Regions from separate parts of the Oryctolagus cuniculus genome. Here region 2 is linked to region 1. A link is a contact called in public Hi-C data. All regions are on one chromosome and are shown on one strand. The core of a region is the stretch at or near the end of the contact, and the rest is flanking DNA. Distances in the headings are between cores, read along the strand shown.

Region 1 (6,568 bases), core at 1,576-4,075:
TTTGAAAAGTGGGGCTGTTTCCAGGAGCAGGGGTGGGGAATACTGGGCTCGTGGGCCATAGAAAGGCTGTGAAATCATTTGGACTGGCCCTGTTGAGGCAACACAGGCAGGACCAGAAATTCAATAAATCTATAACAGGGTTATTTTTAAGTTAATAATTTTGTATGTTCTATGAATGATGTTATAATTATCCAAATGACACGTGGCAGAATAAAGGCTCTTCACCCTTGCAATGTCTCAACTTCTAATTAGGTTTCCTCGTGTGTGTGTTCCTGGAGGATGTTGATTGTCTTTCTCAATACTGAATTTGAATTTAAGAAGCAAACCTGCTTATGTGATTTTTCTCTTCACCAGAGGGACCATGAGGACAGAGGGTTAGATTCTGATGTGACACTTGCCTTTGCTACCTACATTCTCTGGGACTTTCCTCAAGGACTTAACCCCTTCTGGGCTGCAGGGTCCCTACGGGAAAGCAGGGGTAAAGATCCAACTCTAAGAATTAATTGCATTTTTTCCCTTTAAATGTTTACTTATTTGAGAGGCAGAGTTAGAAACGGAGAGATAGAGAGCCTCCTTACACTGGTTTAATCCTCCAATGGCCTTTATGGCAAGGACTGGGCCAGGCTGAAGCCAGGAGCCTAGAACTCCATCCTGGTCTCCCATGGTGGTGGCAAGGGCCCAAGTACTTGGGCAATCTTCCCCTGCTTTTCCAGGTGCATTAGCAGGGAGCTAGATCAGAAGTGCAGCAGCTGAAATACAAGCTGGAGCCCATATGGGATGCTGGCATCGCAGGTGGCAGCTTAACCCATTGAAGCACAACCCTGGCTCCTGCGAATTCATTTCTCTGTTTACATGCCTAGCCCACCCCCTACCCCCACCTGCATGAAACCATGGGCTCTACAGGGCAGAGACTGGCTGTTGTTAAACCCCAGAGGCTCATTTGTCCATGCAGAACTTGTTCTGAGAATAAATTCTGGGTAGAAAAGGAACTGGAGGGGCCAGTGCTGTGGCCCAGAAGGTTAAAGCTCCCACCTGCAGTGCTGGCATCCCATATGGGTGCTGGTTGAAGTCCTGGCTGCTCCACTTCCAATCCAGCTCCCTGCTAATGCACCTGGGAAGGCAGTGGAGGATGACCCGAGTCCTTGGGCCCCTGTACCCACATGAGAGACCCAGAAGAATCTCCTGGCTCCTATCTCCCAGTTGGCTCAGCTCCAGCCATTGTAGCCATTTGGGGGAGTGAACCAGCGGATGGAAGACCTCTCTATCTCTGTCTCTACCTCTCTCTGTAACTCAGTCTTTCAAATAAATAAAATAAATCTTAAAAAAAGGGAACTGGAGACTTGGACTGGGCTATTATGGGGCCACGGCACTTGGCTGCACTGTTGTGCCTCCATAGTCCTGCACTCTTTTCCACATTCATAATGACCTCTTTGTGGGTCTGAGGCCCTGTAGGGACACAGAGTACCACTGAATCGGTGATCCACCCCTCTAATTTTGACAACCCTGCTCCCCCAACTCCTCAAGCGTGCTCTTCCTAAGCTTTGCATGTTCTCTCATTGCTCTTAAAGGCATGCCCTCACCCCCCAGCCAGAGGCGAGTCTTTGGCCTTCTCAGGGAGTGAGTGAGAGAGCTCCCATCCTCTGGTTCGCTCTCCAAATGCCTGCACTGGCTCCCAAGGAACTCAATTCAGGTCTTTCAACCACTTGAGCCATCACTACTGCCTCCTACAGTCTGTAGTAGCAAGAAGCAGAGTCAGAAGTGGAGTCAGGTTTCAGACCCAGGAACTCTCACACGGGTTGTGAGCATCTTAGCTGGTATCTCAGCCACTAGGCTAAATGCCCACCCCACAAGGCACCTTTCTAAAAGCAGCTCACTTTCTTCAAGATTTACAACATATGGCTGTTAGCAATGAGACAAAAAATAAGAAACAGTAGTGGGGGGTGTGGAGGGGAAGCCTTGCACCTTGTTGGTGGGAATGTAAATTAGTACAGCCATGATGGAAAACAGTATGCTGATTCCTCAGAAAACCAGAAATAGATCAGCTCTATGATCCAGCTATCCCCCTGTTAAGTATGCATACAAAGGAAACAAAATGTTGAAGGGATACCTGAATTCACACGTTTGCTGCAGGACTATTCACAATAGCCAAGCTGTGGAATCAACCTGGATGCCCATGAATGGATGAATGGATAAAGAAAAGGTGGAAAATATATAGCCAATGGAATCATATTCAGCAAAACGAGTGAACTTCTTCCATTTGCAGCAACATGGATGGACGTGGAGGACATCGTGTTTTGTGAAACAAGTCAGTCTCAGAAAGACAAACAACACCATGTTCTCACTTATTTGAGGAAACTAGAAAGTTGATCTCAAAGAAGTATAGACTAGTGGTTGCCAGATTCTGGGGAGAGCTTGAGGTAAGGAGAGGTGGAGAGAAGATGGTGAATGGATACAGAGGGACAGGAAGCATACCTCTAAGGTTGGATGGCACAGAAGGAGAACTATGGTTAACAATGAATTGACTATTTCAGGATAGCTTTTAGGATTTCGAATGTTCCCAACACAAAGAAATGATGTATGTCTGAAGCGATGTCTGACACTGTTAGATTTGGGCAGCAGTGAGCCTTTCTCTGGGATTCGATTTCCTATCTAACACAAGGATCTGTCTTTTGTGCATTCTATGAGCCTGTGATGATGGGGAGATGAAGTTGTCGTCTCCTTGTCGGCCACTAGGCCGCGCTATTGGTCTGCAGTCGGGGTGGTTGCTACCCACAGACTTAACTGTGTATAATGTCATGCAGCGATGATCAATGATGAACGGATGCGGCAGATCATTAGCTGCAGCCCTACTCCCTCGAACCTGTTTCTGCGTGGACTGAGCGCCAGAGTCCCAGATCTCTTGTGAAAAGCCGCAGGTTGCTGCCCACCGTCTCAGCGGGCTGCGTCCTCGCCCCAGGGGCTCCAACGAGGCGCGCGCTGCACCTATTTCCCGCCCCCATTTCAGTTTGGCAACTTGGGGTTATAGAACTCACAGGGGGGACCGGAAGTGTTCAGTGCGTGAGCGGCAGCGGGAGCAGCACCGAGCCCGCCCCTGGCTGGGCGGGAAGCAGATGAAAGTCGCCTCCTAGGCGGCTCCCAGCCTCCCTGTCCCCGCGCGCGTGTCCAGCACGGACCTGCTGTCCCGTCCCGGCGAAGCCTGCCTCGGGCCCTCCCTCCCGGGACTGCCTCTAGGCGGCAGCACGGCATAAGGGAATGCACTTGGGAGCCCGAGTCAGGGCATGGGGTTCTGGCTGGTGCTGGTTCTGCCTGCAGCCTCTGCTGCGTGGCCTTCGGCAAGCCGCTCGCTGCCCCGTGACCTCCGTTTTCTGTAAAATGGGATGCTAGCAGGTGCTCTAAGCGGGTGTGTGGAGGCCGTCCGTGTACTGCCTCAGGCTCTGAGCAGCGGGTAGGACACCCCGGGTGGAGCTGTGGATGAGGGACATCTGGGTTCTCGGTCTTCAACTGCCTTGTGATTTGGGGAAAATCTCTTCACCTTTCCCAGCCTGAGATCGCTGATTTGTGAAAGACAAAGTTGGAGCAGAAGATGCTTATCTTAGGCTGTTTGGGATGCTGGAACAAAATGCCTCTGACCAAATAATTTATAAATAATAGAGATTTATTTCCCACCCGTCTGGAGGCTGGGGCGTACAAGATCAGGGACAGCAGATTTGCCCTCTGCTTTGCAGAAGGCATCCCCCATGCAAACTCACACAGCAGAAGGCAAACAGCTCTCCCATGCCTCTTTGTAAGGTCCCCGACCCGGGTCAGGGTGTCCCTGCCCTCATGACTCACTCACCTCCTGCAGGCCCCACCTTTTAACACTGTCCCCAGTGGCAATTAGGTTTAACACGTCAGTTTTGGAGGGACACAAACATAGAGGCCATGGGCATCCGTACGTTCTTCTCTGTTCTGCACTTCAGCCTCACCTGTGTTCTACACCTTTCCAGGCTTGACCCAGAAAGTCATGAGGTCATTAAAGACAGTGGAAGCAAATACATGAATGGGCAATCAGTAGGACCTGGATTATCCCCGAAGCAAAATTCATCCTTTCCCCATGAGATCTGCTTTTTCTGGTCTCCTGATGAGATACTGTGGCAGCTCAGAGACCACTCCTCACCCCTGCCTTCTCTGAACTCCCAGGTCAAGGCCATGTCGGCTTCATTTGATTCCATGCTTGGTCATTGCACCCTCAAAACCCAACAATCACATTGTTGACATGTTATTCTTTGAAATGGAGCTATGTTTCCCTTGGCCTTATTGCATGTATGTAAGATAACATGTTCTGTAGCATGTTATAGTTGTGATTATCTGCACGTCTGTCTCTCTGTAAAGCAGGAATCTGTAGAGGGCCTGTGCGTAATCCTTATAGGAAATGGCGTTGTGACGTGGTATGGTAAGCTGCCATTTGCGTCGCTGGCATCCCATATCGGAGCTCTGGTGTGAGTCCCAGCTGCTCTACTTCTGATCCAGCTCCCTGCAATGTGCCTAAAAAAGTACTTGGCCCCTGTCACTCGTGTGGGAGACGTAGATGAAGTTTCCAGCTTTGACTTGGCTGAGCTTTGGCCATTGTGACCATCTGGGGAGTGAACCAGAAGATGGAAGCTCTCTCTCTCTCTCTTTGTCCGTTTTTCTCTCTCTGTCACTCTGCTGTTTGAACAAATAACCATAAATCTTAAAAAAAAAAAAACCCTCCATATTCTTAGGGCATAACACAGTGCCTGGTGCATGGCAGTCACTGGAGATTTTCAGGGGGATGAATGGGTGAAGAGAGAGAATAATGAATGAAGTATGATGTCTGTTACTCAGACTTTAACCTCCATGGCAGCGTTGGGCTGAGGGTGGAGTCTGAGGACTCCCAGGTTGCACTGGGGCCCCTTCTGTCAGAGCAGGTAAATAAAAGTTCTTTTTACACTGTCCGAACAATTGATGTCAAGGTCATACGTTTGCAATCTCAGGATCAGTCTTTTTTTTTTTTTTTTGGTTTTGTGTGTGTTCAAGTATAGACCTCATGTTCTCTTTTATTTTCCTTGAAGGTTAAACTTTTGCTTTTTTTTCCCTCTATAAAGATGTTTTAAAAATCCCATCTTGAAGCGTTACAGATTTTTTTTTTCTCCCAGCAGCTAGAAACAGATATATAAAATCCACCCACCTTACAAATGAAAATGATTGATATACATCTGCATTGGATAATAAAACCCAGCTGAGTCTCTTTTTAAAAAGCTCGTTCCAGGAATTTAACTGAAAGGCAAATATCCAACGGCAAAAGGAAGATTTTTCTCTCTGTCTCTCACTGTCCACTCTGCCTGTCAAAAAAAAAAAAAAAAAAAAAAAGAATGGGGAGAGTTGGTGGTGGGAAGAGAAAGTCACTTTTATTAATGTTCCCAGCACTTTATATACAAGGTATCCTTTAATCCTCCCTACACGGCAAGGCAATTGACATCAGCCCTAGTTTTTCAGGAGAGTGAATTTGAGGTTCTGATGTGTTATGCAACATTCCCAAGGTCACGCATGTTGAGTGGTGGCACTGGCTTCCAATTAGAGTTTTTTAAATTTTTTACATTTATTTATTTAGTTATTTTTTTGACAGGCAGAGCTAGACAGTGAGAGAGAGAGAGAGAAAAAGGTCTTCCTTCCGCTGGTTCACCCCCCAAATGGCTGCTATGGCTGGTGCACCATGCTGATCTGAAGCCAGGAGCCAGGTGCTTCCTCCTGGTCTCCCATTTGGGTGCAGGGCCCAGGCACTTGGGCTATCCTCCATTGCCTTCCTGGGCCCCAGCAGAGAGCTGGACTGGAAGAGGAACAACTGGGACAGAACCCGGCGCCCCAAATGGGTCTAGAAACCGGGGTGCCAGTGCCGCAGGCAGAGGATTAGCCAAGTGAGCTGTGGTGCCAGCCTACATTTATTTTTTAAAAAAGTTTATTTGAAAGGCATTTAGAGAGAGAGAGAGAAGAGAGAGAGAGGGAGAGAGAGAGGGAGAGATCTTCCATCTGCTGGCTCACTTCTTAAATGGCTGCAAAGCCATATCTGGGTCAGGCCAAAGCCAGGAGCCAGGAGTCAGGAGCCAGGAAATCTTATAGGTCTCCCACAAGGCTGAAAGGGGCCCAGGTACTTGGGCCATCTGCTGCTGCTTTCCCAGGTGCATTAGTAGCCAGCAGGATTGGAAGTGGAGCAGTTGGGACTTGAACTGGTGCTCTGATATAGGATGCTGGTGTCTCAAGAATATTAATCTGTTACACTACAGCTGTGGCCCCAAGTTTTTTTTTAAAGATGTATTTATTTGAAAGGCAGAGTGACAGAGAGAGAGGGAGAGACATAGAGAAAGATCTATCCTCTGATTCACTCCTCGAATGGCTACAATGGATGAGGCTGGGTGAGGTCAAAGCCAGGAACCTGGAGTTTCATGGGTCTTCATGTGTGTGACAGGAGATCAAGCACTTAGCTCATCTTCCACTGTCTTCCCAGATGCATTAGCTGGGAGCTGGATTGGAAGTGGAACGACTGGAACTAAAAGTGATGCTCCAAAGTGGG
Region 2 (6,568 bases), core at 1,061-3,560, 520 kb after region 1:
GGCAGTGTGCAGGGAGGAGCCCACAGTCAATGGCTCAGCCAGGTTGGAGGGTGGGATAATTTCCTGAGCATCTCACTGAAACATTCATCTCCCTCCTCCCTGGAGGACCTGGTCTGGGCACTCACAAAGCCGGGCACCTGCCCTCTTGGAAGGTACTGGAGGAGGGAGGTCTGCCGCAGAAGATTCAGTGCCCTGGCTGTCAGCTTCCTGGTGCACAGCCCTCCTCCCCAGCTGCTGGCCGGTCATTCTGCCAACTGCTTAGAGAAGGGCAGGATAGAGTGCCAGGGGCGTGTGCCACAGGACCAGGAAAGGAGAGACAGAACGTTGGACTCATTAGAGAAACAGGTGGGGCTGGGAGCCCTCACCCACAGCTGTGGGACCCTAAGTAAAGCATTAAATGGCTCTGAGCCTCGGGCTCCTGACTTGTGAGTGGTGAGAAGTCTTCCCTGCGGGGTGCTGAAAGAAGTGCAGCCAATGCAAAGCCACTAGCATGCTGCCTGGCACTTAGGAAACACTTAATAAACACAGCGATCACTCCAGGTTTGAACTGTTGCTGGATGACAAGCGCAGATGAGGCAGTTGGTAGCAAGCAGAGAGTCTAAGATCAGGGGCTCAAAGCAGGGGGTGGGGGCAGCTGAGTAGCTGTGCCCATTCTCCTCCCCTGGGATCTCAGCTGCCACCCTCTGTACCCCTCTGGGACAAGCCCCAACTCACACGCCCGAAGCTAAGCTACGTCCTGTGAACAGCAACAAAAGCTGGAGGTGTGCCTCTGTCCTACTCTGTTAAAGCAGAAAACATTTCCCCAAAGGCCCTCCACGGGTGCTGGCTCAGAAACTCAGAGCGCTGAGCTAACCAAGGGGCACAGCGCATCAGGGAGGAGCTGGGATGCAGGGAGGACCCTGGGGCAGAGCGGAGGGGTGTCAGCCCCTGTCCTCAGTCTCCTGGGAGATGCCCCGTGTCCTCCAGCAGGTCCAGCAGTGGGGCTACTAGGGGCTTCTGTTTGCCATGTGTCCCTTGGAACAAGAGCTAGAGCCGGCGGGAAGCCGGGATCCAGGTGCCCCAGAGAGCAGCAGAGCGCAGAGGACAATACTCCAAAACAAAGAAGGGCTGTGCCTTCATTATTGGGTTCAGGGAGCTTCCTCAGGGGCTAAATACCTAATCCTTGAGACCCCCTAAGGAAAAAAAGGTTCCACTGTCATCTCCCTGGACAGAAGACACCTGCCCACCTCCTCCCGCGGCTGCTTCCTCTTCCAGGACGAGACAGAGCAAGAGTGTCAGGGAGTCTCGGCCCCACCCCGGGGCCGGGGCGGTGGAGTGGTGGAGCAGGAGACAGTGCCGGTGCAGGTGTTTGGGAGTGAGGGGCCCCAGTTCAGAGCAGCCTGGGGCTTCTGCATCTGCATGGCAACCGCGTGGATTCGGCCACGGGTCGCTGTCCAGAAGATGGGCCGTGCCCCGGGCTTATTCCTTCTACAGACATTCCTGGTGTCCCCCCCACCAACATCCGCCCAATCACCAGACAGTGGGGACCCCTACCCCCAGGAAACACCTCACAGAACTCCAGCTCAGCCCGACCCTGGGCGCCCAAGGCCAGCACGGACTCGCAGCTCTCTTTGGGAATGACCTCTGGGCAGCGAAAAGTCCCGGACCTTCCCGGGGGACGCTTCGTCCACGCCCCTCAGGCGCCGGCGACCAGAGGCCACCCCCCACCCCCGGGCGGCTCTCTCATCCAGGACCTGGCTCAGCCCAGAGAATGGCAACCCCGCCGCGAGTCCGAGAAGACAAAGTCGCCCTGAAGGGCGCGAGCCTTTACGTAACCGGCCTCGCGCCAGGGGTCGCGGGAGGCCGGCGCTCAGCAAGGAAGGCTCTGCGGCCAGTGCGAGGGGGCAGCAAGGCCGCCTAAGTTAGGCGAGTCCCGGAGCCGGCAGGAGCAGGCGGCCGCTCGCCTTGGCCCCGGGCCCACTAGGGCGCCCCTTCCGGATCGACCCCTGTCCCCCACTCCTGGGACCGCACGCGGGGTGATGACCTTGGGCGCGCCTCCGGACCTCCCCCGGCCTCAGTTTCCCGGTGTGGGCGTCCAGCCAGGCTGCAACGGCGCCCTGGGCCTCCCGCCCCCGTACCCCTACCCAGGCCTGGCTGAGGGAGTCGGCACGCGCCAGGCGTCCCCGCACCCCCGCGCCCGCACCCGGCCGGCGCTGCCCGGAGCGGCCCCACGAGGCGGCGCGCGCCGCGGCGGTCGGGCCCAGCGCGCAGGCGCGGCGCGGCGGGGCGGGGCGGGGCGGCCGGCGCTGGACACTCGGCGGCGGCGGCGGCGGCGGCTCAGAGTGCGCGGGGCGGCGCGCGGCGTGCGGTCGCGGGAGCTGCCCAGGCGCGGGAGCCGGCTGGCGGGGCTCTCCCCGGACCGCCTCAGGGTCTGCGAGCGCGCCGCCAGGGCCAGCCTGAGGGGCCACCTGGCCGCACCGGCGCCCGCCCGGAGCGCGGGAGCCGCGTCCCGGACGCCGCGGCCGCCAGCGCCGGGCACCCGGCGGCCACCGGGGACTGGGGCTGAGCGGCCGGTTCCCGCCCCTGTGGCGCCGCCGCTGCCGCCGCCCGGCCGCCCGCCCGGCTTGGCCGCCGCCGCCGCGGCGTCTGGCCCCGGGGTCCGGGCCGCGGGCGGGGTCGGGGGTTGCGGGGCCGCCGCTGCTGCCCGCGCGCCTCGGGTTCGCATCCCGGGCCCCGGACGGCCGCCGAGCATGGAGGAGAAGTATCTGCCGGAGCTGATGGCGGAGAAGGACTCCCTGGACCCTTCCTTCACGCACGCCCTGCGGCTGGTGAACCAAGGTGAGGCGCGCCGGCCGTTAACTGCCGGCCGGCGGCCGTTGGGGCGGGCGGTGGTCGGGGGGCTGCGGGACGCCTGGCGGAGACCCCTGAGGGGCCCCGGGGAGACGCTGGGATGCGACTTGAAGGGAATCTCTGGGGACTTGGGGCTGCCCAGGGGGTAGCTTGTGAGTGGGGACGGCGGGCGTCGGGGGGCTTCGTCGTGGGGGGACCCCGGGGTCTAGGGTGGGTGTTTGGTCGGTCTGATGAGCCGCAGGGAAATGGAGGAACCTGAGGGGACCCGGTGCAGAGCCGAGGAACGGAACAGGTGCTTGGGCTGTTGGTGAAGTTCGGGGCTGAGAGGGGAGGACCGCGGGGGTCCCAGGGGAGGACCCCAGGCCCCTCGCCCCGCGCGACCCGCCTGCCCGGGGTCCGGGGTCAGCAGCCCTGGCCAGGCCGGCTGCCCTGCTCGGGGGCTGGCCCGTGGGGCATCGGGAGGGGACCGGAGGGAGGCCCCCCGTCGGCCTGGCTGCGCCGGGTGGGTGACCCTCCGGGGCGGCCGGCAGGATGGAGGGCACTGCCGTTTCGCACGCGCCCAGCCGGCCGCTGGACGGGGTGTCTGGAGGCAGCACACCCGGACGGCGAGCCTCTGGCTGCGGGATAAGCCGCTGGCGTGGACGGTGGGTTCAGCCTCCCTCCTTGGGAGCAGCCCTCGCCCCCTCCTGTGCGTTCAGTGGGCGATGGGTTCGGGCCCCCGGCCTGCCTTTTCCCTGCGAAATGGCAGAAACGAACCTGGTCGGATCGGTTACCTTTGGCGTGAATCGCTGCGAGTCTAGCTCCTTGGTTAAGTCCGGGCTGCTGCTCTTAGCGCTGACCATGTCTCTTCCGTGGTCGGAAAGTGAGAGACGAGGCAGACATGTTCCGTGTGTGTTGAGGTCGCTGTGTTTGACACAGAGACCTCCGGTGTTTGCCCGGCGCACCCAGTTCTTCCGGTGGGCTGGTGGCGGTGGTGGGGAGACTGCCTGAACCCGAGATTTACGCACGTTGGAATGGTTGAGCAGGTTTGCGGAGCACCCCCCCCCCCCCCCGTTTTAATTGCAAGCTTATTCTTATTTTTGAATAAAATGGATTTGTGAAAAAGAAGTGGGCATGCATGCCTAAATTAGAGAGAAAGAATGCTAAGTTTCATGCTCATGTTGTTCAGAGCAGTTTACGGTTCCGTTCACACTCCCGGCTCTGCGATTTGCATGCATCTTTTGTTGCCTGCTAGGCTGTCCTATCTGTGGGAGAAATTTCTTTGTACGTTGGGTGAGTTCAGCAGCTTTCGAAATATTCTGGGCTGTGGAGTAAGTGCATTTTTCCTAATAAAGAAGCAGAATCCAAGTTATGCTGCGCTGAATTAAGGAAACTTATTTAATGAGTTATTTTAAAGTCAGAATTATTTTCTGTGCCATGTTTCTGTAGTATCGTGTTGCTAACACACTGAAAAATTCTTTTTTCCCACTTTGCTGTTTTTACTACTGTTAATGGCTTCCAGTTACTTGAAAAAGATGCTGGGGAGTGTTGGGGAAATGTTGCCATTCAGTGATTTTTAGAGGATGATTTCCTTTTTCATCAGAAATTCTCTTGGGAGCATTTCTCACGTGTGGAGGCGGCCAGAGGTCCACTCAGCTGCGTGTGTAACTCTTAACTTGTTACTTGAGACTAAAAGGCTTTTCCCTTAATTCAGGGGCCGACACCCAGAATGTGAAGTCCTGTTAATTGAAAATATTAATTGTGCTGTTATGTAACTTCAAAATTACAAGTATCTTTCTCAGACATCATGGATTCAGTTGAGTTTGCGTGATTGTTAGAAAGCTTTCATTTCAATCTGATGACCAGGTTGGCTTGTTACTGGCTGTATGAAAGTATTTTATTGTTACTTAGCTGTGTTCTTACCACCTGCCTCTAAGAAAGCTGTGCTTTCCAGAGGTTATTCTGAATCTCAGCACTGGAATCCGTATTCTACACTGAATTGTGCAATGATGATGGGTCAGCATTGAAGCCTTTGTTTTACTGTAGAGTGACATGTAACAGAAATATTTTCTGAGTAACATTCCCGAATGCTAACAGTACCTTGTGTTTGAACAGTGTTTTATTAAAGTCTCCCAGGCACTTCATTGAACATCCTCTCCAATTCCATCCTCATGCTTGTATCCTTGTGAGGCAGGTGTTGGTGTTTTTTTCTGGGAGCACCTCAGTTCTACAAGCTTTTGCAGGCCACCAAGAATTAATTTGAACTCAGATCTTCTGTCTCTAAGGCCATTCATAATTTCTGCTTATACCTTCAGCAAAAGATGAAAGGAAATGCTTCTCACATGCTAATCTGAAACCCTGCGGAAATCACAATAATTAATATGATTGTTTCCAGGTGACTTAATGTAAGGGAAATCATGTGTCCTTTAGGAAGACTTACCGAGATTTTTTTAACGCAAGTTAATTCTGGCATTTGTCTTTGAAAAACCAAGTGTTCATGGTAGACTTATCTCACAGGATTTTAATGCTCATGCCAAGAGGCACGCTTGGATTAAAGCTCTCCTGTGACCAACATTCTAACCAGCATATTACAGTAATAAAGCAGTTTGTAAATGAGGTGTAGTCTTTTCTTTAAAATCTAGTATTTTTAAACATTATTCAACTTGTAGCTGTATTTTTTTCTTTTCTTTTTTATTTTCTTTTCTCTTCTTTTCTTTTCTTTCTGATAATCTTTAAAGACTTGAACTGGGAAGACATGAAGAGAGAACTCTTCTGATTTGGCTTGGCTTACATACTTTTTCCAGACTTAAGGTTTCATGAAGGGCATTAATCTTTGTTTTCTGAGGATAACTTGTTCTTTTCCCCATCCCTAACTGCTGATTTTGTTTCTCTAACAAAAGTAATGGGTAATGTTTACTTGCTGTTAAAAGAGAATCTAAGAAAAGCCTTTGATACTCTCCTCTTTCTAGCAGCAGTCCCCTGCCCCCGCCCCCAAGTGTCTGTAGGATGCTTTGACATTGCGGTGTCTTGCCTAGGAGGTTAATTAGAGAAGAAAGTACTGTTGCATGTTTTTTATTATGTTTGCTGGTAAGGGATGTGCTGACTCTTTAGAAAACATCTTTAGAAATGTCTCATGCATTGTAATTCAACTCAGTTCTCCAGTATTAGTTTGGATGGTTTTCAATCCAAGACAAATAACCATTAAATAAGATTACATAACACTGTATTTTTAATTATGTGATAATAGTGTACGGATTGGTGGCTGGTTCACTGCCAAGTTATGTTTAGTAGTAGGTTACAAGAAGAAATGGAGCAAAGGATTCACAACTTAAGATGGTGTATCTGTGTGCAGTTGATTCAGTTGTTTATTGGTATTTCAAGATATATGTTTTTCATATATCAATTCCTCAAATGTTAAGATTCTTAGTATTGCTTAGGATGTATGTGGGGAATACAAATGTATAAAGGGAGATCACTACTTCACCTTATGTACATCTCTTTGTACAAAACTCAGTGACTTAAGATTTTGTTTCGGAGGACTCCTTTTTGAAAAATGCTTTTCATTTGCTTGTCAGACCTGTACAGTGAGACGGTAAGCATGAAGATTGCAGAATTGTGTTTTGCTGTGGTGCCGTTATGCTGCACTGCGTGATTCATCCCATGGAGTGGAGTGTGTGGTTATTTAGTTTTTAAGTGTTTTCCTTCAGATTATCAGTTTTAAAATTTTGTTTCGTTGTTTCTTTTTCTTTTTCTTTTTTTT

What was found. A called contact is a pair of places that touch in the nucleus more often than the background predicts.
Region 2: a contact with region 1 is called in a Hi-C map of embryonic fibroblasts, with 6 times the contacts expected there. The contact joins the promoter of KHDRBS3 here to the enhancer-like site in region 1. A contact is called at or near these places in 2 of 6 Hi-C or Micro-C datasets (ear pinna and embryonic fibroblasts).

Annotation. Positions count from the first base shown.
Region 1 is chr6:160,460,801-160,467,368 of mOryCun1.1, forward strand. No RefSeq gene overlaps it. Among named protein-coding and RNA genes, the nearest start is that of MIR30D, 100 kb to the left of the region's middle. Within about 2 kb of position 2,826, at least 2 of the 8 cell types and tissues checked have an H3K27ac peak or open chromatin away from gene starts, as enhancers often do.
Region 2 is chr6:160,982,126-160,988,693 of mOryCun1.1, forward strand. It overlaps KHDRBS3 (KH RNA binding domain containing, signal transduction associated 3), which reads left to right and starts at 2,311. Exons shown (of 9, transcript XR_007918874.2): 1 at 2,311-2,817.